2 separate regions of the Hordeum vulgare genome follow, and region 2 is linked to region 1. A link is a contact called in public Hi-C data. All regions are on one chromosome and are shown on one strand. Each heading gives the region's core, a stretch centred on a gene start, on an enhancer-like site or on the middle of the called end of the contact. The rest is flanking DNA. Distances are from core to core; before and after follow the strand shown.

The links. Hi-C and Micro-C count contacts between places; a contact is called where the count stands out from the background.
Region 2: a Hi-C map of seedling shows a contact between it and region 1, with 2.4 times the contacts expected there. The contact joins the promoter of LOC123426668 here to the promoter of LOC123426663 in region 1. A contact is called at or near these places in 3 of 6 Hi-C or Micro-C datasets (leaf and seedling).

Annotation. Positions count from the first base shown.
Region 1 is chr2H:462,526,864-462,532,001 of MorexV3_pseudomolecules_assembly, forward strand. It overlaps LOC123426663 (protein transport protein Sec24B-like), which reads left to right and starts at 3,589. Exons shown (of 14, transcript XM_045110531.1): 1 at 3,589-4,007; 2 at 4,080-4,142; 3 at 4,619-4,672; 4 at 4,781-4,953; 5 at 5,074-5,138. The coding sequence starts at 3,674.
Region 2 is chr2H:463,206,013-463,211,255 of MorexV3_pseudomolecules_assembly, forward strand. LOC123426668 (40S ribosomal protein S14) reads right to left here and starts at 2,711. Exons shown (of 6, transcript XM_045110535.1): 1 at 2,513-2,711; 2 at 2,290-2,412; 3 at 2,151-2,196; 4 at 506-591; 5 at 285-414. The coding sequence starts at 2,515.

The DNA.
Region 1 (5,138 bases), core at 2,339-4,838:
GAGACTTGTCATTTAGAGCAACCCAAATTCATCAGAGTCTTCGAGAGTAAATCATCAAGTGAGGAAATACTCCAAACACCAAACCACAATCCAAAAACCAAGTGATTGAGCATCACTGAAGAATTTGTTCCCGTGTGGAACTGAAGCCTTTTACCTTTGAGGACCATGCATCCTCCAGACGGTTAGGCATCATGGTCTAGAGCATCCATCTGTCAATTGTGGATCGTCGGGTGATCGAGTTTGTGAGGGTTTGGAAGTCTGCACTGAAGACTTACCACGAGTGTTGGGCGAGGACTGTGTGTCCTTAGCTCAAGGAGAATACGGTAGGGACTGTGTGTCCTTTGGTTTCAATACCAAGCCGCTCCAAACCAGACATACAACAGTTGGAACTGGGTCATCAACAACTGTCTTCATCAAGCTACGGGTTCTATTTCATTTCCTCAGATTTGTATGTTGAAGACTTTCATCTGTGTTGTTTGAAGAATTTGTCAGAAGACTTTCTCTGAATTTCCTCAACCTCAAATTCTTCATTCGAGTTAATCTTCACATGCGTTCTGTGTACCTACATACTATGCAAACCGATTCTCATAATCTTCACCAAGTAATCTGCTGTAATAGTCTTTGCACTTCTGATCCTCGCTATTTCCGCTGCACGTAAGTCATCAGTGAGGAATTTCCTCAAAAGGAATTTCCTCAGTGATGAAATTCACCCCCTCTAGTCGATATAACGTACTTTCAGGAAAGTAACATACAGTAGGACAAAGGGAATATCATACGAGATTAACTACATCCTTCACATAGATGTTCAATCTATAAAGATCCTCATAGAATATGTAGGAACCAATATGGGCATCCAAGTCCCGCTATTGGTTATTAACCAGGGAGTGTCTCAGGTCATGTCAGCATAGTTCTCGAACCCGCAGGGTCTGCACACTTAAAGTTCGGTGACATTTCGGTATAGTTGAATTATTGATGTTGGTAATCGAAGGTTGTTCGGAGTCCCGGATGAGATCCTGACGTCACGAGGGTTTTCGGAATGGTCCAGAGATGAAGATTGATATATAGGAAGTATCCATTTGGCTTTCGGAAGGTTTTCGGGCATTGCCGGTAAAGTGTCGGGAGTGACGAATGGGTTCTGGAGTTCTACCGAGAGGGGCCACCCACCCGGGAGTGAACCAAAGAGGCCCAAGGGTAGCGCACCAGCCCTTAGTGGGTTGGTGGTCAGCCCAAAGAGGCTATTTCGGCCAAGGGAGAAAAGGAGGAAAGGCCAAAACCGAATTGGGAAGGAGGTCTCTTTCCAAGTTGTGTTGGAGGAGGACTCATCCCTCTCCTCTTGGATTCGACCGAACCCTAGGGCCTTGCCCTAGGGTGCCACCCTCCCCTCCCTCATATATATAGTGGAGGTGAGAGAGGCTTTTGGCACCTCAAGCCAAGGCGCAACCCTCTCTCCCTCCATCACTTCATGACACCCATAGCTAGTTCGGTACGGTATGGCGAAGCCCTGCCGGAGTAGCTCCACCACCATCGCAGCCACGCCGTCGTGCTACTGGAGAATTCAGCTACCTCCTCATCTCTCTTGCTGGATCAAGAAGGCGAAGATCGTCATTGAGTTGTACGTGTGCTAAACGCGGAGGTGCCGTCCGTTCGACACTGGATCGGGATGGATCGTGATGGGATCACGGGACAGATCATGATGAGATCGCGGGACGGATCATGATGAGATCGCGGGACGGTCTACGATTTGGATCGCGAAGATGTTCCACTACATCAACTGCCTTATATACACTTTCGCTTAGCGATCTACAAGGGTATGTAGATGCACTCTCCCCTCTCGTAGATGATCATCACCATGGATAGTCTTGCGTGTGCGTAGGATTTTTTTTGTTTCCCATGCAACGTTCCCCAACATTACCTATATTGTGTTGCATCACCTGTCCCTCTTCATGAAAAACCCAACGCAAATCACAAGTATCAATGCTCGCTCGACATCCTTGCTGCAAGCCTCTTGTCACTTAGCAAAGTAGGAGTTCTTGCCTCCTGACACAGGTTTTGAGATAGTCTTCACAAATGTTGACCATCTTGGATAGATGCCATCTACTAGGTAGTATGCCTTGTTGTAGTTTGGTGCCCATTGACCTTGAAGTTCACCGGAGGAGCATGACCTTCAACAAGCTTGTCAAAGACATTCGAGCACTCCAGGACATTGATGTCATTGTGAGTTTCTGGCGTACCAAAGAAGGAGTGCCAAATCCAGAGGTCCTATGTAGCCACTGCCTCAAGTACCACACTTCAAGCTCCTTTCGTACCTTTGTACATTCCCTGTCAAGCAAATGAGCAGTTTTCCATGCCCAATGCATGTAGTCGATGCTAGCATCCCAGGAAATCCTCTTGCTTCATTCTGTGCTAGAATTCGAGCAGTGTCTTCAACACTGGGTGATCGCAAGTATTGTGGTCCAAACACTTCCACCACCGCCCTGTAGAACTTGTACAAACACTCAATGTTGGTGGACTCGGCCATGCGTCCATAGTCTTCATGTATATCACCGGGAGCTCCGTATGTAAGCATCCTCATAGCTGTCGTGCACTTCCGGAGTGAGGAGTCCTTCTTGCAAATGAAATAGGTGTCGAACTCCCAGATGACATTCACAATCTTGAGGAAGAGCTTCCGGCTCATCCGATAACAACGCCAAAATACTTTATCGATGTGTAGTGGAGCGTGTGCGAAGTAGTCGGCATAGAGCAAGCAATAACCCCACATTCGATGCCCCCGCTTGCTCTTGCGGCGGCCCGACACCGAGCCACCTCACCGTGGCTTTGCATTCTTCGCGAACAAGCCGGCCAGAGCAGCGAGGATCATGAGGTACTCTTCATCGTCGATGTCGGCCCCGTCTTCCTCCTTCATCAGAGTCGCGAACGCCTCCTTGTCGCCGAAGTCCATCGTCGAACATGCAAATCACCAAACACCTACCGGGCATGATGGGCAGGTAGCCGCTGGTATCCTCGCATGCGTGGTCGGAGTCCTGGAAAGCTCGACCATGAGCTGGATGAAAGCTGTCGCGGCGAAACCCTCTCTTTCCGGCGTGAGAATGACTTTTCTAGTGGCAGGACAACGAATGTGGGCAAGGAGACGGCGCCAGTATCGACATGGCGACGAAAGGGGAAGTAGCGTTCTGTCGCGCGTGGATCGTATCTGGGCGGGGAAAAGACATTTCTCGCATGACACTAGTGGTCCATGACCATTTTTTCCTTCTGTCGGAGCCCCCAAGTGCCCCGAAAGCGCTGGGTTCGGCCTGGGATCGTCGAACCGAAAAGTTACTCGAACCGGCGGAATTCGACGTCCTAGGAACACGACGCGGGAATTTTTTCGCGAGCGGAGAAAAAGACGTCTTGGGAGGCCTGTTATTGTTGGGGTGCGGCTGAAGATGGTGTGAGAGATGCCCTTGGTGGATAGGAGTAGACTCTGGTCTTAGCAGCACAGTCAACGCTCACCTGGCCTTCGAGACGTACGTTAGCAACTGGACGGTCCTGATCGTCTGCCGCAGGAGAAGAGTTCAACGCAAACCCACACTGCACATACACTTCGAACAGCCGCGCTTCCGTCTCCCCCGTCAGATCTCTCTCACGTCACCTCACCACCCCACCAGATCCACATCCCAAACCGCGCGGCGCAGCAATGGCGGTGCGCCCGAGCCTCGCATACTTCCCTTCCGACAACACGCTCCTCGACTCCTCGGGCCTACCGTGGGGCGTCGCCGTGACACCCTTCTCTTCCACCGACGAGCGCGGCTCCCCTCCGGTCACCGGCGACGAGGGCGACCTCATCCCTCGCTGCACGTCCTGCTTCGCCTACTTCAGCACCCTTTGCTCGCTGCACCGCTGGTCGTGGACGTGCCCCATCTGCTCGGAAGACAACGACCTCTCCGCCGACGCCGCCGCGCGCTACGCGCGCGACGGCAGCCACGACCCGCCCGAGTTACGCTCCGCCTTTGTCGACCTCCTCCTCCCGGGTAGGGCTTCCGCAGTTCCGATCTGGTGCAATGTGGTGCAGTGAGATGACGGACTCGTGTTCTTTTTTCCAGGGGCGGAGGGTGAGGCAGCGGCTGCGACGACGCCCGTGTATGTGGCAGCGGTCGACTTATGCTGTAAGATGTGATGATCTCAAGATTTTTTCGCATTATGGTTCTAGCTTATTTGTTGTACCCTCGCCTTCGTCTCCACACAATAGAGTGATAAATTGACAACGGAAATGGTTGCCTGTGAAGTTTTAAGGTTGCTAAACATGGCAAAACATGAACATCGAATAAGATTTTACCACATAAAAATGAAGAATAAAACAGCCCTAGTTTGGTCCAGTAAGTGATTGGTATGATCACGGAGAATAAAATAGCCCTGGTTTCACTAACATGATGCATGGATTAATGACATCCAAATCCATCCCAATTTAGCTTGAATTCGTCTAGCTAAGATAGGTTCCACCTTTTACGCCTGTTGTCCTGATCATCATATTTCACATTTTCATGAGAATAACCCTATAGTTGTTTGAGACCTTCTGTTTTCTTTTCTTTAGAGCTCACTTGTCAATGTCTTCTCATAATTTATTTCTTCATGTTGTTTTTAGCTTCCGAGGAGTTTTTGGAGCTAGTAAAAAGTGCTCTTCTGGCAGCTCTTGAAGGTGGGATCCACTCACAAGCTTTAGGAGCTAATCTATTTATACAACTCTGTTATTGAAAGGACACACATGCTACACCTATGTGTACACTGATCTATTGATGGCTTGCAGCTCTTTCTCCAGGATCATTATTTGGGATCTTAACGTTTAGCAGCAAGATAGGACTATATGATGTTCAAGGTCCAATACCAATTGTGAAGAACGTTTTTATCCCTCCTGATTCTGACGGCACCTTGCACGTGGACCTTAAAGATGTCATGCCATTTTGTTCATTTTTGGCTCCTGTATGTATATTGTCCTCTTAATTTTAATTCCTTCAATTTCTTGTTCTATCATTTACTCAACCTGTATCCCCAGAGCATTGGTTTTTCCTGTATGTGCTTATGTTAATTTCATCTTAACAGGTTGGCACTTTCAAAGACCGCATTGCTGAAGCACTAGAAACAATTAAACCAATAGCTTCCTGGGA
Region 2 (5,243 bases), core at 1,461-3,960, 680 kb after region 1:
AAAAATTAAGCTTCAAATCACAGTAAACTGACATCCAAGGCAAAATTAAATCAACATTGATCATAATGTTATACTATGAACAGAAAGGACAAGCAAAACATCAGTCCATATCAAAACCAAGGAAGCCAGGTAACGAAACAATTCCATGAACTATTGACATCCAGACAAAACTAAAAGAAAAAAAAAAGCCTTGCAAATACAATGTCTAGCAGATTAGATTTATCCCAGAAGCAAATGAGATGAAATGCCACGGCAAAGCATACAAGAGGGCATCAAAGGATTACCAATGCGTCCAATCTTCATGCCAGAACGTGCAAGAGCTCTAAGCGCAGCTTGAGCACCAGGACCTGGAGTTTTTGTCTTGTTTCCACCAGTAGCACGGAGCTTAATGTGCAGAGCAGTAATTCCAAGCTCCTAAACAGGAAAAGATTACCATATGTATCAGTGGATTCAACAAATTTGGGTACACCATATTTGATCATGCAACAAATCAATTTTTTAATACCTTGCATCTTACAGCAACATCCTGTGATGCAAGCATAGCTGCATAAGGGGATGATTCATCACGATCAGCTTTAACCTTCATCCCACCTGTAAAATGTAATTGTTCAGTACAAACACAAATTTACAAGATGCGATAAGAATCTAATAGATGTTAAGTATCAGAGAAGATCGTACAGTCAATTACTCATCAGTGTGTGTCATGGCAGATACAAGTTTTAGCTAGGAAGGTATAAATAGCCTAGAAAAAACATTCAAGTCATAGCGAACTCAGTTTCTACTGGTAAATGCAGAGAAGAAAATTGGCCCTGCAGAATGCATAATAAAACTGGCATGGGAGAACTCATCTGTACAGAGGTACAGATAAATTATAAAAACTGCACAGGCTCAATTACTGAATCTAATCATTTGGCCGCATAATAATGACTTCACTCCTTCAAACACCGACACAATACAACACATTGAATATTCTACTACTAATACATATTATATTCCAAAAGAAATCTCAATTGTTCTGAAGAAATTATACAGCCAAGATCTAAAATCTTCAAATGTAAATTGTACAAGTAATCACAAACAAAAGAATGTTCTTCCAACATTTAGATGGCTCCATTTTAATTGACAAAGAGTTGCAAGGGTGTAGAACTCTGCAGAAGCAAGACAGAGAACTGCTGCTTCATACCGACCATACATCACAAGAAACTTAATGGCAAGATGAAGACACCTGTAAACAAAATTGGAAGTTGAGTTCTACAGAAAAACTCTCAAGAGCCTCATATGAATCTTGCACAGCAATGACTCGACACGCTCCCACAGAACAAAAGGGAGGCGATCTTAAGGGCGGTGCTTACAAAAGGTTGATAGGATTAAGAATGAAACACAATAGCAAAGACAGCATGACCAGAAGAGCTTCAAGTTGGTTCATAACAAGTGAGCAGGACAAACAGAACTCAACAATCTCACTCACATAAGAACCTATAATTTTCACAGAAATAGAAGACCACAGCCAGATCACAAACTGAAGAGCCAACAGTTCTTGGATAAGGATATGTCGCTCAAATACTCTATTGTGTTTCTGCACGAACCAATTCCATTAAATAAGAATATGTTCGTTCAGTGAAATTTTTTTACATCAGAACCCACCAACATGGGTGACAAAATGAATTTGGCTCAGCGAAACAGTCATATCAAGCATGTTCACTTCCAGAATTTAGGCAGCTCCATCTAATGTCACAGAGAGTTGCAAGAGTGAAGAACACAGCATGAGCAGTGCATAAAGCAGCTGCTGCCTGCTGGCTACATGCACTACAAGAAACCCAATGAAATGATGGAAACAGCTAGAACTAAAACAGGAAGAGAAGAGGTTCCAGAGAAGAACTCTCCGGATCCTCGTTTTCAATCTTGCATGGCTATGACTCGACACGCTCCCACAGATGAAAAGGGAGGGGATCTTAAGGGCCGTGCTTACAAAGCAAACTAAAAACATCTAGGGTCATAACAAATCACGAAGCTTGACTATATACTATTCCAAAGGAACATGTATCTACCAGCACGAGACGATGTTCATTAGAAAGAAACATAACATCTATACATCAGACACCACGGCGTGCTCGTAATAAAGGTTAGTATAAGAAGAGATGTAATATTACCGGTGATGCGGACGAGCGTCTCCCTCCCGGACAGATCCGTGACATGCTGCGACAGCGAAGCCAGACGTGGCAATGAGTTTCAGGTCCGCGGTGCAAACAGAAGAGCAGCAAGAAAGGCGGCGTGCCCTCGGGATCTTACGATGAAAGTGTCGTTGAAGGAGGCGAAGATGTGCGCGACGCCGAAGACGTGCTCCCCCTCGCGGACGGCGGGGCCGAGCGTCACGTTCTCCTCCTTGGGCTCGCGGGTCTTCTTCCTCCCTGACTGCAGGAACAGACACGGCACCGGACGATGCCCAGATGGATAAGCAGGGGAACCAAGTCGACGACGAGTTGACAGGAAGGAACGAGCGACGAGGTGTTACCATGGCGGCGGCGGCGGCGGCGGCGAGGAGGAGGAGGAGGCTAGGGTTTGAAGTGAACGAGAGCTGCGGGGAGGAAGCGGAGGAGTGGGCAAAGATAAAGCCTCCCGCGAGTGGGCCGCGCCCGGGTTTGGATGACTGGGTCGCCTGGTTATACGGGCTGTATTTTGCGCCGAGCTCTCGGACTGGTGGGCTTGCACGACGCAATACCAGACGATTTTGCATACTCCCTCCGTTTCTAAATATAAGACTTTTAAACGATTTCACTAAGGGTCTACATACGGAGCAAAATGATTGAATCTATACTCTAAAATATGTCTATATACATCCATATGTAGTTCACTAGTGAAATCTCTACAAAGACTTATATTTAGGAACGGAAGGAGTAACAACAACAAAAACTGACGATTTGCCTCAATAAAAGAAGAAGAAAAAACGATATACCAAACCCTAGAGCCTCCTCCTTCAGACCTACTAGATCACTCGTGAGACAAGTTCGCACATTCAACGGTTCGGGGTCGTCATCTTTGGTTGATCGAGCCCCATAATCCCTTTTGTTTTTTTTGAACCGCACAGAGTCCCCACCTGAATATATTATTCAAAAAGGCCCGAAGGCAGGTTACATCATACTCCCTTCGTTTCAAAATATAAGACCTTTTAGAGATTTCACTAGGAGACTACATACGGAGCAAAATGAATGAATGTACACTCTAAAATATGTCTATATACATCCGTATGTAGTTTATAGTGCAATCTCTAAAAGGTCTTATATTTAAGAACGGAGGGAGTAGATTACAACGAGAGGTGAGGTATAGCCGCCAAGACATGGCAGCCTCCCTACTAACCGAGTCCTTAAATCTAAGGACCCAAAGCGTAAAGTCCGAAACAATGTTCCGAAGAGTAATTTGTGGTGTGTGTAGCTCGTTACGAAAGACTAGAGCGTTCCTAGAGTCCCACAACTTCCAAAGAATGACGAGAGCAACGGTAGGCCAGATGTTGATGTCGAGGCCGACCGGTGTCGTAGTCTCCCAAATGCGATGTATGGAGTGAGGTGGTTGTAACCCTAGGAGTGCCCATACCTGAAGCGCGTATGGGCAGAGGATGGAGATGTGCAATGCGTCCTCATGAGAGGTAGTGCACCGTGGACAGTCCGGGTGAGAGGTAATGGTCTTATGATGTAGGTTTGCCATCGTGCTCAACCTGTCATGGCAGAGAAGCCAGCCGAAAATTCTGACCTTTATAGGTGCCTTAAAGCTCCAGATGTACCCAGCGTTGAGATCTATCTCATGGTCGGAGGAGAGCAAAGAGTAGGCTTTCCTGGAGGAGAACGAGGAGCCGTGGGTGAGGAACCTGTCGTCGGGCGCGTTGTTCGTGGCAACATCCTGCAACAAAGACAAAACAGACGCTAGTTCGACAGAAGCAATATTTCTTAGGCGATTCCGCAGAGTAGCGAGTAAACCGTTATGCATGACTTGTGATACCAGGACATAGGGTGATGTGGAGTGGGAGAAGAGGTGTGGGTATGTGTCTGCGAGTGGAGTTTGAGTAAGCCAGGTGTCAAGCCAAAAGAAGGTGGAGGTGTCGTTGTTGGTAAGGACAAAGGAGATTTTTCGTAGGGCTGGCAGTTGTTTGATTACTATTTTCCAAAGGTAGGAGGGTGTGTGTGCTTTGCTTTGGAAGTCGAGAGAATAATGTTGGAAGAACCAGTTGATCCAAGGTAAGTCTTGTTTTTGGAGTAGCTTGAAGGCAAATTTCATGAGAAGGCAATTGTTCTGGAGTATCAAACTTTTTATGCCTAGGCCGCCTGCATTTTTTGGGGTGCAAACATTTTTCCAAGCTATGAGGCACCTCGCTCCGGAGCAATTTTCGTCTGCGGCCCAACAGAAGGACCGTCGGATAGCGTCAAGCCTTTTGATGATTTTTTTTTGGTAGCCTAAAAATGGATATGAAATGGGTAGCAAGAGCGTCGAGAGTAGATGAGATTAGTGTTAGCCTGGCGCCACGAGAGAGTAATTTAGCCGCCCAACCTGATAAGTACTTCAGGAATCGCTGGATGATTGGTTCAAAGGCAGAGGATGGTAGGCGCATGTGTGAGAGAGGTAGGCCCAGGTAAATTTGGGGAAAGGTTGAGACGTCGCAGCCGAAGGTGGAGGCGATGTTTTGGGTAGTGATGACATCCATGTGGAGCGGGACTAGTGTAGTCTTGTGAAAGTTGTTAGTAAGACCGGTAGCTAGGGCGAACTTGTCTAGAATATCTTTGAGGGTGGTCGCGGCTTGGGGAGAGGCGTGAGCTATGATTAGAGTTTCGTCGGCATACTGCAGCACAGTAGGCGGACGGTCCGTGTATATTGGGTGGCATAGCTGGCCCGGAGAGAAAGTCGTAAGATCAGGCGTTGAAGAAGGTCTGCGATGATTAGGAACAGGTAGGGGGACATGGGGTCACCTTGTCGGAGACCGTTTTGACAGTTAATCCATGGTCCAGGATTCCCATTAAGGACAACTGCCGTCCTACTGGAGATTAGGAGCGTTCGGATCTAGTGAATAGACTTGGGCGGGAACCCTCGAGCAAGCAAGATTACAAGGAGCGAATCCCAATTTATTGAGTCGAAAGCTTTGTGGAAGTCAAGTTTGAGCACGATAGTGGGTGCCTTCCTAATGTGACAGGCACTTAGAAGGTCCGTAGCATAGATAAAGTTTTCGGCAATGCACCTGCCCGATATGAAACCACTTTGGT